Regions from separate parts of the Cricetulus griseus genome. Here region 2 is linked to region 1. The links are chromatin contacts, called in public Micro-C maps. All regions are on one chromosome and are shown on one strand. Each heading gives the region's core, a stretch centred on a gene start, on an enhancer-like site or on the middle of the called end of the contact. The rest is flanking DNA. Distances are from core to core; before and after follow the strand shown.

Region 1 (5,463 bases), core at 456-2,955:
TGGACACTGAACTCTCCAGATGTATGAAGTTATGCATGGGTATTCATGTGTTTATTTAGCTTCTTACATGGGCTCTATACTATGATCAAAAAAGAACCATTCTATGCCTCCGTGTTCCCCCGAGACTACCCACAAGAATAATGGTCCTATTGCTGGAGTTTCTTTCCCATCTGGCCCCACCACAGCTTTAGCCCCAAATAAGCACACAGAGACATATATTAATTTCTAAATTGTTGGCCGATCGCTAGGGCTTCTTATTGGCTAGCTCTGTCTTAATTATTAACCCATTTCTATAAATCCATGTATTTCCACGGGGTCTTGGCTTACCAGAGAAGGGTCTGGACCTGTTACTCCTTCCTCTGCTACATAGCATCTCTCACGGTGCCTCTCTGCCTCTCTACCCAGCATTCTCCTCTTCTCCTAGCCCCACCCATCTTCCTTCCTCTTTTGGCCAAACAGTAGGACATCCCCCACCCTGGTCCAGAGGCCTCAACTGTATGGCCACTCAACACTTAGCCAAAAAACTGGACGACAACTACAAAAAAGATGGAAACCCACCATATGCTGTGGCTGGAGCTCCCTTTGGGGACAGGATGCTCAGTGCTATAGACTTGCTTCTGTTCATCCATCCCTGGGAATTCAGAAGAACAGTTACAAGCAGGTGATCACGGCTGTGAGTCTAGGCAGGGAGGGTCAGAAGCTGACAGAACCTCTAAACTGCTGCCTTGTACACCTGCTTACCTCCCACTCTCTGCTGCCATTTTCCCGTGTCTTGACTTGCTTCCTCAGCCCCTTCTATGAAGCAGAGCAGAGGCAAGGCAGAGGCAGCCCATGTCAATTTGCTACCTGACTGATGGAGACGGATCAGAGACCACAGGGACAATGAGTCACCCTGAAACCCAGGCTCTGGGGCATCTATCCTTTGGGTCTCAGTTTCTTCCATCCAATGTTCAAGATAATTGGATCCAAGAATCTGGGAAGTCCTATCTGGCCGGCAGATCTGCCACTCTTGGGGTGTCAGGAGAAGCACTCCTGCCAGCTTGGTGTGTGAGCTCTGACCAAACAGTGCTTAAAATAGCGCTTCTCAGCCGTGATATCAGAGGACTCACTCGTGTGTGTCAAAACATCGTGATTAGCAGGTGGAAGGTGGCCTCTTAGCCTGAATTTCTAGCAAGCTCCCAGCCAGCGCTCAATCTCTGCCAGCCCCGCTTATGTCCTGGGGAGTGAAAGCTCATTCACAAGACCCAGCCACAGACCTATGGCATCAGAAACTCCAGGGTGTCGCCCCAGCAGTCCATGCCTCATGCTGTCTGGCCCCCAGGTTGTTCCAATGCAGCTCAAGTTCAGAACTACCGCTGTAGGACAGCTGCTTTTGAACTTTGCTGTGGACTGGAATCTCCTACAGAGAGAGTTTTTGAAACCCTGGTGTCTGAATCCAACTCCCATATACAAATTTAATAAGCATGGGATACGACGAGGCGTCAGGATTTTAAAACACGCTTTAGGTAATCAGAATGCGCGTGGGATGTACTAAAGGCTCAGGCATCCCAGGCTCCCGGTGGTTGTTTCCGCGGTTCTCCGCAGGCTCTCCACCTGAGATGGCCGTGAGGGGGCGCCGTGGTGCCGCGGGGAAGCTCTGGGCTCCGGGCAGCTGCTGGTCCCTGCTGCAGAGGCGGTGGCTGCGCCTGGAGCGCGCGCCTCCGGGAGCCGCTCCTGGCCCAGGCTTGCACTGCGCCTGCATCTGCACCTAATTAGTGCTGGCGGCTGCTTAGCCGCGCTTGACGTTAGTGATGTGCCGGTGCTGGGGAACGCCTGCAGCCTCCCGGCACAGGTTGCTTCACTCTACCAGCTTCGCTCTCTGTCTCCTCCAGGACTCGGGCTCACCTCTGGAGCTGCGCCCTGACCCTTGCTGCCCGTTCCAACTTCGCTCCTTTAGGTTCCGTGTCCCCTTCTGAGCCTCCCACCCAGCAAGTTCCACAAGCCGAGGGACTGCAGAAACCAGCTTCTGCCTTTCCCTTTCATGGTTTCTCTCTTTTCCTTCAGCCCTTAACTGAGCTGTGTGGGTCTAAATAATAAAGGTTTTCATACACCGGGGTTGCCTCTAGTATTGTGACATATAAAGCAGGGCCCTTTTGTAAGGGACCTTTGATGTCTATAGGGGTGGGAGCTGAGGCTTGCTTCTGGGTTTTGATTTTTTTTTTAAAGGACTCTATTTTTAGGGATGGGGCTTTATCCTGGAAAGAAGGGTCCCTGTTTAGCTTCTTAGCAGGCTGGGGACATCATCCCTCCGGGGGGAGGGGGGTCCCAGCAGGCTGCTAGAGTGACCTTTATCATAAATATTCCACTTTATTCTTCATCCCACCCACCTTCCCATCTGTTTGATATTCTGCCTTCCCTGGTGTGAGGCCTCATCTGGAGACAAGCCATGTGGGGAAAAGAAGCTTGCCCACCCCTGGTCTGGAGAATGCATGCTGCCCTGCCCTGACAGTTTCCTCAGAGCCTACTTCTCAGGGGACAGAAGAGGAGTGGCAACTGAAGAGGCTGTGAGCTTCCTTCCTTGCCCCTGCCCTCATTTCCAGGGCCTGGTTTCCTCCTATGAAGCCCACCCCACTTGCTGTCCTCAGTCCAGACAGCTGGTGGAGCAGGTCCAGTCCAGGGAAACTGAGGCCAAAGAGATTAAAAGGAACTCCTCAGAGTCACACAGCTGCCTCCTGGCAGATTCCTTTTCTACGGAATTGTTCAAAGCTCTCCCCAGGGCCAGCAGTGAGGGAGGGAGCGGTGGCGGGGGTCCAGAGAGAACTGGTTTAATTTGAAGAACAGCCATCCTTCCTAGAATCCAAATGAGCAATGTCATCTCAGAGCTCTGCCTAACCTCAGGGTGTCAGAGACGGGGCCACCCCAGAATGTCATAGACTGGGCCTAGGCTAATGGGCAGAAAACAGCTACGGGCTCAGAGGGGGGTGGTTTGTCAGGCACCTAGTGTGTGTGTGTGTGTGTGTGTGTGTGTGTGTGTGTGTGTGTGTGTGATGGGATGAGGGGTCTGATAACAGGGGCAGGGGATAGATACTGTATATCAGAATGAGTTGTGCTTCCTCTAATGTGGACTCCTAAATGAAGGCTCTCAGGTGGGGCTAGGGGCTAACCAGGAAAACTTGGGCAGCCACCAGTTGGGACAAGTTTCCCTGCTGGCTTGGCCATGTGTTTGGCCAAAGCCCAGCTGGAAATGATGTCTATGAAACAACAGCTCAGGAGGATGGAACTCTGTGCTGGGTTTTGTTGGTAACTGAGGGGACATTAGGAGAGGCACTGGCTCAAGGTCATGGGACAATCGGCAGTCCAGTTGGACCTTGGGTGCAGGCTCTGGACATAGAGCCAGGTGTCCCCACTAGTGTTCTTCCCTGTGGATGGACACCCTGACCCCACTCTTTCTTTTTTTTTTTTTTTGTCAGAGTGTGCCATGTCTTGTTGAGACTGCGAAGACATTTTCAGTTGTGTCTTTCTGCTCCCAAATCTTTTTTTCCCCCTTAAAGCTCAGAGAAAGGAGACCCTGTAACCTCAGGCACCTATTCCAGGAACCCTGCCAGGAAATCATGGCTCCATTCCAGTCAACCCCCCCACATTTTATGTCCCTCCTGGTGGAGGTGGCACAAGTCCTTGGGACCTACTCTCAGATGTTTGGGGAGGGATGCTCAGTCTGCAGCAGGCAAGCCTGACAGGGTACCTCAGATCTGAACTGTGGTCCTCAGCCATGCCTGCACAGCTTTGTCTGATGATTGGAGGGAGAGGAACTGGCTCTGGGTGGGTGATGCCTCTCCTGTTCACTCAGAGAAACAGCCCCGAGTGTAGTGGGTATTCCAACTCATGGTTAGCTGGTGCCTAAGCTCGTGCACTTTCTGGATCAGAGTTTCTGGCAGTGAGAGTCTCTCCGGCCACTTGCAATAGCATCACTTTCTCATTCAGGCAGTTGTTTGAAACAAATAGTTGATAGGGCAGGCCCTGCTTCAGGCTTGTGGGATTTAGCAGTAACTAAGGCAATTCATCCCTTCCCTCATAGACTGTCTATTTAGATTGGGGGGAACCAATAAATGGTATGGAAAATATGTTAATTGCATAGCATAGTAGAAAGTAACAGTAATTTGAAAATGAAAGAACATTAGGTATGAGGCTAATGAGAAAGTATGTTGGTTGTAAATGTATGTATGTATATATGCATGCATGTATTAATTTTGTTTTGAGACAGGGTGTATGTAGTGCCTTAACCCCTGCAGGGGCCCTCCTGCCTCAGTCTCCCCAGTGCGGGGCTTACAGATGTGCACCACCATACCTGGCTTTTTGTAATTTTAAATGTAGCAGTTGGGAGGGTTCTTACTGTACAAATGACATTTGAACCAAGACTTCAAAGAGATAAGCCTCTGGCTATTGAAACTGGTTCCTGTGCCTGTTCCAACCTGTTCATAAGAACCTGGGGGAGACAGCCCAGGAACCTGCACCTGCAAAGTCCTTTACACATGGCACTTGACAATCCTTGATACTCACCTTGATTATCATCCATGCAAAGAACTTTCCTCTCACAGCTCAGGGAGTACGTGCCAGGTGTGACTTGAGGGGTCCTGGAGGAAGCTGAGCTCCAGGGTGGCAATGGTGCGTCTCACTGTGATGCAATAATTAGCTGTTGAGCAGTAACTCAGACAGGTATAAGGTTCTCATGACTGGGACAAGTCTGAAAAGGTCCACGTGGGATCACAGAAGGATGCAGCTGCAGGTGTAGGTCTGATCAGGTTATCAGAGCAGCAAACTGGTATCACAGACAGCAAGGCTTAGATGTGGACTCTAGCGCAGGAACCATGGCAAAAGTCGGCAAAGTCATTTGTTTGAAGGGTTCTCACCTTCTAAGTCTGGGCCATGAAACTGCACCGCTCTCCCCCTCTTCGTCTCATGGCGCTATGGCCATGAGCCAGTCTGTGTGTCTACCCACCCACCACCCACCATTGCCACCACAACCAGTCCTCATTACATTAGCATCAGTTTCTTTCGGTGTGCTCCATGCCAGGATCAACAGAATTCCCACCCAATAAAATAATTTGGATCATGGTTGGGACCTTATGGTAAAGCAACCCAATGTGAAAAAATACTAAAGAAATATGGTATGGGGAGTAATTAACTGAAAAACAAAAATCTTGAATCTTGAAACTTCTGTTCTGCCAGGTCCAAGGGACTGTGTCCTTGCATTTCTGGGAGAGTCAGACAAGTGTCTTGTAACTCAGTTGTGGTGAAAGCCGCTATGAACAGCAGCCCAGATTTTCCCCCAGTGGCAGGGAGCCCTGCCTCAGTGCCCAGCCCTATTAACTGTTGGCTTCCCAGTTGCTGGCTTGAGCCAAAAACATGCTCCTCTGTTTGAAGTGCTTATTGGAAAAGCAGATCTCATCTTGGCTGCAGCTCTGAGCGGTTCCTTGTGTGGGGTGC
Region 2 (5,015 bases), core at 881-3,380, 600 kb after region 1:
ATAGGTATGGTTACTTCAAAAGGCTGCAGTGGACACCCCAGTGAGAACTTATGGAAAGCAATTTTCTGGCCCAAGACAAGTGCACAAATACCAGTTCACATTCATAAACAACTTCATGTTTTGATAGACAGTTAGAAAGAAACATAATATAAATGGGAAAAGAATCCTTTCTCAGAACAAGCTGTCTAAATGATTGCAAATATCCCTTTAAATCTTGGCTGACTCTGTGTACACAAAGAATAGAAAGAATAACTTGGAGCCTGGCGGTGATGGTACACGCCTTTAATCCCAGCACTTGGGAGGCAGAGGCAGAGGCAGAGACAGGCGGATCTCTGTGAGTTAGAGGTCAGCCTGCTCTATAGAGCAGAGTTCCAGGACAACCTCTAAAGCAATACAGAGAAACTGTCTTGAAAAACAAACAAAACAAACAAGAAAAAACAAAACAAAAAAATCAAAAAACAAACAAACAAACAAAAACAAAACCAAAAAACCAACACTGATGTAGTCTTTCCAGGATACAGCTGCCTGGCTTTCTGAAGCCCTGCTGATGCCCTTGGAACAGATTTGGTATTTTAGGTCTCCTAGTTGCTGTCAATGTAGACTAGTTCTCTAGTCCTGCCTTGTCTTTGATGCATTTAACAACTGCAGGCCAGCTACTCATTCTGTAGAGGATCCTTTACCTTGGGTTTCTGATGTACTCTCACACTAAGGGCATGTATCTTTAGGAAGCATGGCCTCTCTCAGTGCATCCCATAAGGTGGCATAGGACTTTTTGATTTGGCCATATGATTTAGATTTGACAATATTGCTCAGGTTTCTCCAGGACACAGTTATTTACCTTTCACTTTAAAAATAATAGCTATTTTCTTTGAAAGCTATTTTTAATAGGTATTTCCTATTGAAATATTTTGGATGATAAGATAAACATTCTATTCTTCATCACTACTTGCATCTCCTCCCGATATAATTCCAAAATTCGTGGATTTGTGTTTCATTCAATAAGCTACAACCTGTCACTGTCTTAATATCCTGAGTCTAGCCAGCTGCAGATCAAACAGTGCCTGTATCAGGTGACACAGACACATCACATTTCAACAAATACATCCTGACTTCTTACTCTAAAGTGTCCCTGCTCATCCTGTCCTTCCCACGCTCCAGCTATGGAAACCACTGTGTGTCCAAAGAGTCTTGGCTTCTTTAACAAGTCCCCTCACACAAGAAGTGTGCTTTCATCCTAACCATAGTCTCACTCTCTACTTTGGTAGAGAACAATAGTGAATGGTGAGAGAATAATGCACTACTTATTTATAATCACACTTTAATGAACAATCAGTTGGTGACTATCCAAAGAGATGAATGACTGAAAGACAGGTAAATTTATGACCGGCAAAACATGAATGTTACTGACATTTTAGTAAATTCTATGTGACACCACTCTTTACAACTTATAGTTAATTCTCTCAATTGCCTCAATACTGTATCCTAAATGCATCTGCAATACTAGATACCTTGTTCCCTACAATACAGCCATGACTAATAAACCTAGAGAGTAGACTGGCGGAAAGCGTCTATGACTATATTCCCAGTCCTTAGACTGAAGAGAAACAGTAAGGAAAAGGCGCTTTCAGGACTCTTCAAACTACAGGGCGGTCATGGCTCATCTCCGTTAGTGTGACTGATGAAGCTGAGTCATGGGTGAAACCACTGCATTAAGAACATTATTTGGAACATTAACACCATAACTCTATTTGCACAAAAGTCACAAATCACTTCAAGGAGGTCATATGACTGCTTTCTTAGGAAAAGTACCAGAACATGGAACTTTGCTTGACAGAGCACATTTCTGAGTTACTAATATACTTTCTTTAAATAAACAAATTACAACTGGAGAGTAGTAGGTAACTGCACAGGCTCTATTATAAGCCATGAAAAAGCACATTGTTTTTCTGTCACTTAAAAATGTAGAAGCAGGTAAAATTCATTTAAGTAATCCACAGTCTTCTAACTATGTCCTGAGGGGCATAGAAATTGTACACACTTGTGACAATGACAAGCCTTTTCCTGTAACAGTACAAACAGCATGGAATTATGAGTCAGGGACTTCCGAAGGCGTGCTGAATGGACCTCCCTATGCATCACATAGGCATCTTACCAGTAAAGAAGGGCTTTGAGGACTCCATATGTATGACACAATAGACAGATAACAACAGATCAGGCTTGCATACTGAGCTTCTGCAGCAGCACACACTTAACCAACAGCCAAACATGACAGGAATGGAAATAAATAAAATGAGATATATTTAAAAAATAAAAAGAAGAATAAAGCAAGAGTGCCATGAGAAAGCAACGGAAGCTCAGACAGCCAGACAAAGGTAACAGGATGAGGCACTGCAGACGAGAAAGAAGAAAGAGCAGCGCTGAGGCATGAGCACAAAACCAGGAAACCCCACCTGCTACTTTTGGACATCCTCGTGACTGATTGCAGAACTACAAACTTAGCTTACAAACTGTTCCCCAACTTGAAAAGCTTCTTCCTACTCAGTGTTTGCTTTCTCTCATGACAGAAAGCATACAGATTTAAGTACATCCTGAAAGGACAGTTTGTTTCATAAGTTCAAAGAAGGGACACTTATAACTAGGTAGACTCTGACAGTGTACTGACTATCCAGAGTTACGTAATAATGTTGATGCTTCTCTTGTCACCTTGGGCTCGAAAAGATCCAAGCAAGTCTCCATGCTAAGAACTTATTGACATTTAAGAACTGGGGTTAACAGGGTGTTGACAGCCTGGTCCCAAGATGCACATCTGTGTGGGGTAACCTGATGCAGGGTGCTGGACTACAAGCAGCATAAAGACTGCTCTGGCTTCAGGGGAGAGGACTCAGGAGTTGGGGAAGGGAGAGAATATGAGAAAGATGAGATGGAGAGAGTGTGGACACAAACATCAGAGCATGAGCAGTGTGGAAGAACTCCATGAAGAAGTATAGCCTCTTCATAATGTCACAGCCTGCACGGTAAAAATTGCACCTGCACAGGGTGAGGCACTGTGTTGGTGATCTGGTACAGGATGGCCAAGGGTCCAAGCTGGATGAAAAAAACAACTTTTGCAATGAAGGGGGCAGCAAAAGTTTGGTTATACATTAAGAGGACTGATCAGAATAGTAACTATGTTAAGGAATCTAGAAGCTGTTTCTCATTATGTGAGGAGTTACAGGTGCGGGGAAATAGCAAAGCCAAGAACAAACGAGACAGAACTGGACACAACTTGCAAGCACCAGCATCCACTCCAGAGTCTTTGATAGATACACACAATTAGGAATGGATATGTGTTTGTATGTGCGCGCACACACACACACACTCACTCACTCTCTACTGAGGAACCTTGGGAGCTCATATGCCACTAACAACAACTGTTTCTAGTTCTCAGATCTTGATTTTTAAATACCATTCTTTTTTTTTCAAGACAGGGTTTCTCTGTCTTGGAACTACCTCTGTAGACCAGGTTGGCCTCAAAGTCACAGAGATCCACCTGACTCTGCCTCCCAAATGCTGGAACTAAAGGTGTGTGCCACTACCGCCTGGTTCTAAATACCATTCTTAGAAAGAAAGGAAGAGACAAAGAAAGAAAGAAAAAGAAGGAAAGAAGGAAACAAAGAAACAAAGAAAGAAAGAAAGGAAGGAAGGAAGGAAGGAAGGAAGGAAGGAAGGAAGGAAGGAAGGAAGGAAGGAAGCAAGCAAGCTTGGAACATCATGTTATATGGTAAGACAATACTGAGTAGTTAAGAGATGAAAGAGTCTAAGTGACACTCTAACTTTGGAAGTTGCTAGGAGAAAAAGCTTTATTCTTAGGAAACACATATTCAAGTATTTGCAAGTGGTAAGATTTTAGGTCAATGCTGTATTTTAACACTGCAGAAGAAACAAGTTCTTCCTAGGTAGCTGCAACTTTCCTTTAAGCTGGAGATTAAATGGGTGAAGAGCCATGGGGAAGGGGAAGGGATCCAGGAGGCTGGGGTGGGAGGAAGTACTTACTCAGATCTTCAGCCAGCTGAACCCGTTTGCCAGTAAGTAATTTAATCTTCTTCTCACCGTCTTCAGCAAAATCTTCTAATACCTCTTTAACGTTTTTCTCTAGTCGCCTAACTGTTCAAAGTAAGTAAAAACCCAGAAGAGCACTGTTTTTAAACAATGTATAGAATGAAAAAAACAAAAATTCCACATACAATGAAAATCTGTATCACCATGTTAGTTCTACACTTGAATTCACACTTCTCACTTTCTAGTACATTTATCAGCATAAATCTGGCTCATATGCTCTTAAGCCATAACACTGAAGAGACAGACAGATTCCAAAACACAAAGCAATGCTCAGGACGCCACTCTTTTTATCATAATTTTTATCTAATGGAAGTAGATACACAGCATCTTTTATCCCTGTCATTTTCTAATTGTAATTTCACTTTTATTAATTCCGATCTGAGGTTTTCTAATCAATCTTGTTTTTAGGAGTTACCTTCAGTGTTTGTGAGCTGCTGCCTTAATGTATTGGCAGTGATAGCCAGCATGCGCTGTATTCGCCAAAACAGGACCACATCATTGCATTCCAGCTGAAGTAGCAAACAGTTAAGATCAGATGCAAACTTAAAAACAAAGCCTTTATTCAACACATAGAACCTATTTCCTAAGTCTTACTAAAAATATCAGCGCTTATCTAATAATACATACAAGTTTCCTTTGAGCTGAAATAAACCAGGGAAGCACTTAGAAGCTTCAACTTAATAACAACATAGATTAACAGAGCTTTCTCAATGGCTACTTTAAAGCATTTTTGTTTGTAAGAAAATGCTCGAAAAATAGCGGTCTGCTGCCACCTAGGGGTTACTTTAAAAGGTGTGAGAGCTATGTCCATTACAAGAACTAGTTTTTTTTTTTTTTTTTTTTTTTAAAGCAAAATGTCAGTGATGTGAGAAAAGGATCATGACACTTAAAAAATGCATAACAAAGTAGTTTTACTA

Evidence for each region. Hi-C and Micro-C count contacts between places; a contact is called where the count stands out from the background.
Region 2: a Micro-C map of the CHO-K1 cell line shows a contact between it and region 1, with 7 times the contacts expected there. The contact joins two enhancer-like sites. A contact is called at or near these places in 5 of 8 Hi-C or Micro-C datasets (the CHK-Q cell line, the CHL-YN cell line, the CHO-K1 cell line and 1 more).

Annotation. Positions count from the first base shown.
Region 1 is chr4:59,232,591-59,238,053 of CriGri-PICRH-1.0, forward strand. No RefSeq gene overlaps it. Among named protein-coding and RNA genes, the nearest start is that of Cpn2, 26 kb to the left of the region's middle. Within about 2 kb of position 1,706, at least 4 of the 6 cell types and tissues checked have open chromatin away from gene starts, as enhancers often do. A contact at or near this core is called in the CHO-K1 cell line, where this site is marked.
Region 2 is chr4:59,829,646-59,834,660 of CriGri-PICRH-1.0, forward strand. It overlaps Opa1 (dynamin-like 120 kDa protein, mitochondrial), which reads right to left. Exons shown (of 31, transcript XM_027412916.2): 28 at 4,514-4,607; 29 at 4,033-4,143. Among named protein-coding and RNA genes, the nearest start is that of Opa1, 54 kb to the right of the region's middle. Within about 2 kb of position 2,131, at least 1 of the 6 cell types and tissues checked has open chromatin away from gene starts, as enhancers often do. A contact at or near this core is called in the CHO-K1 cell line, where this site is marked.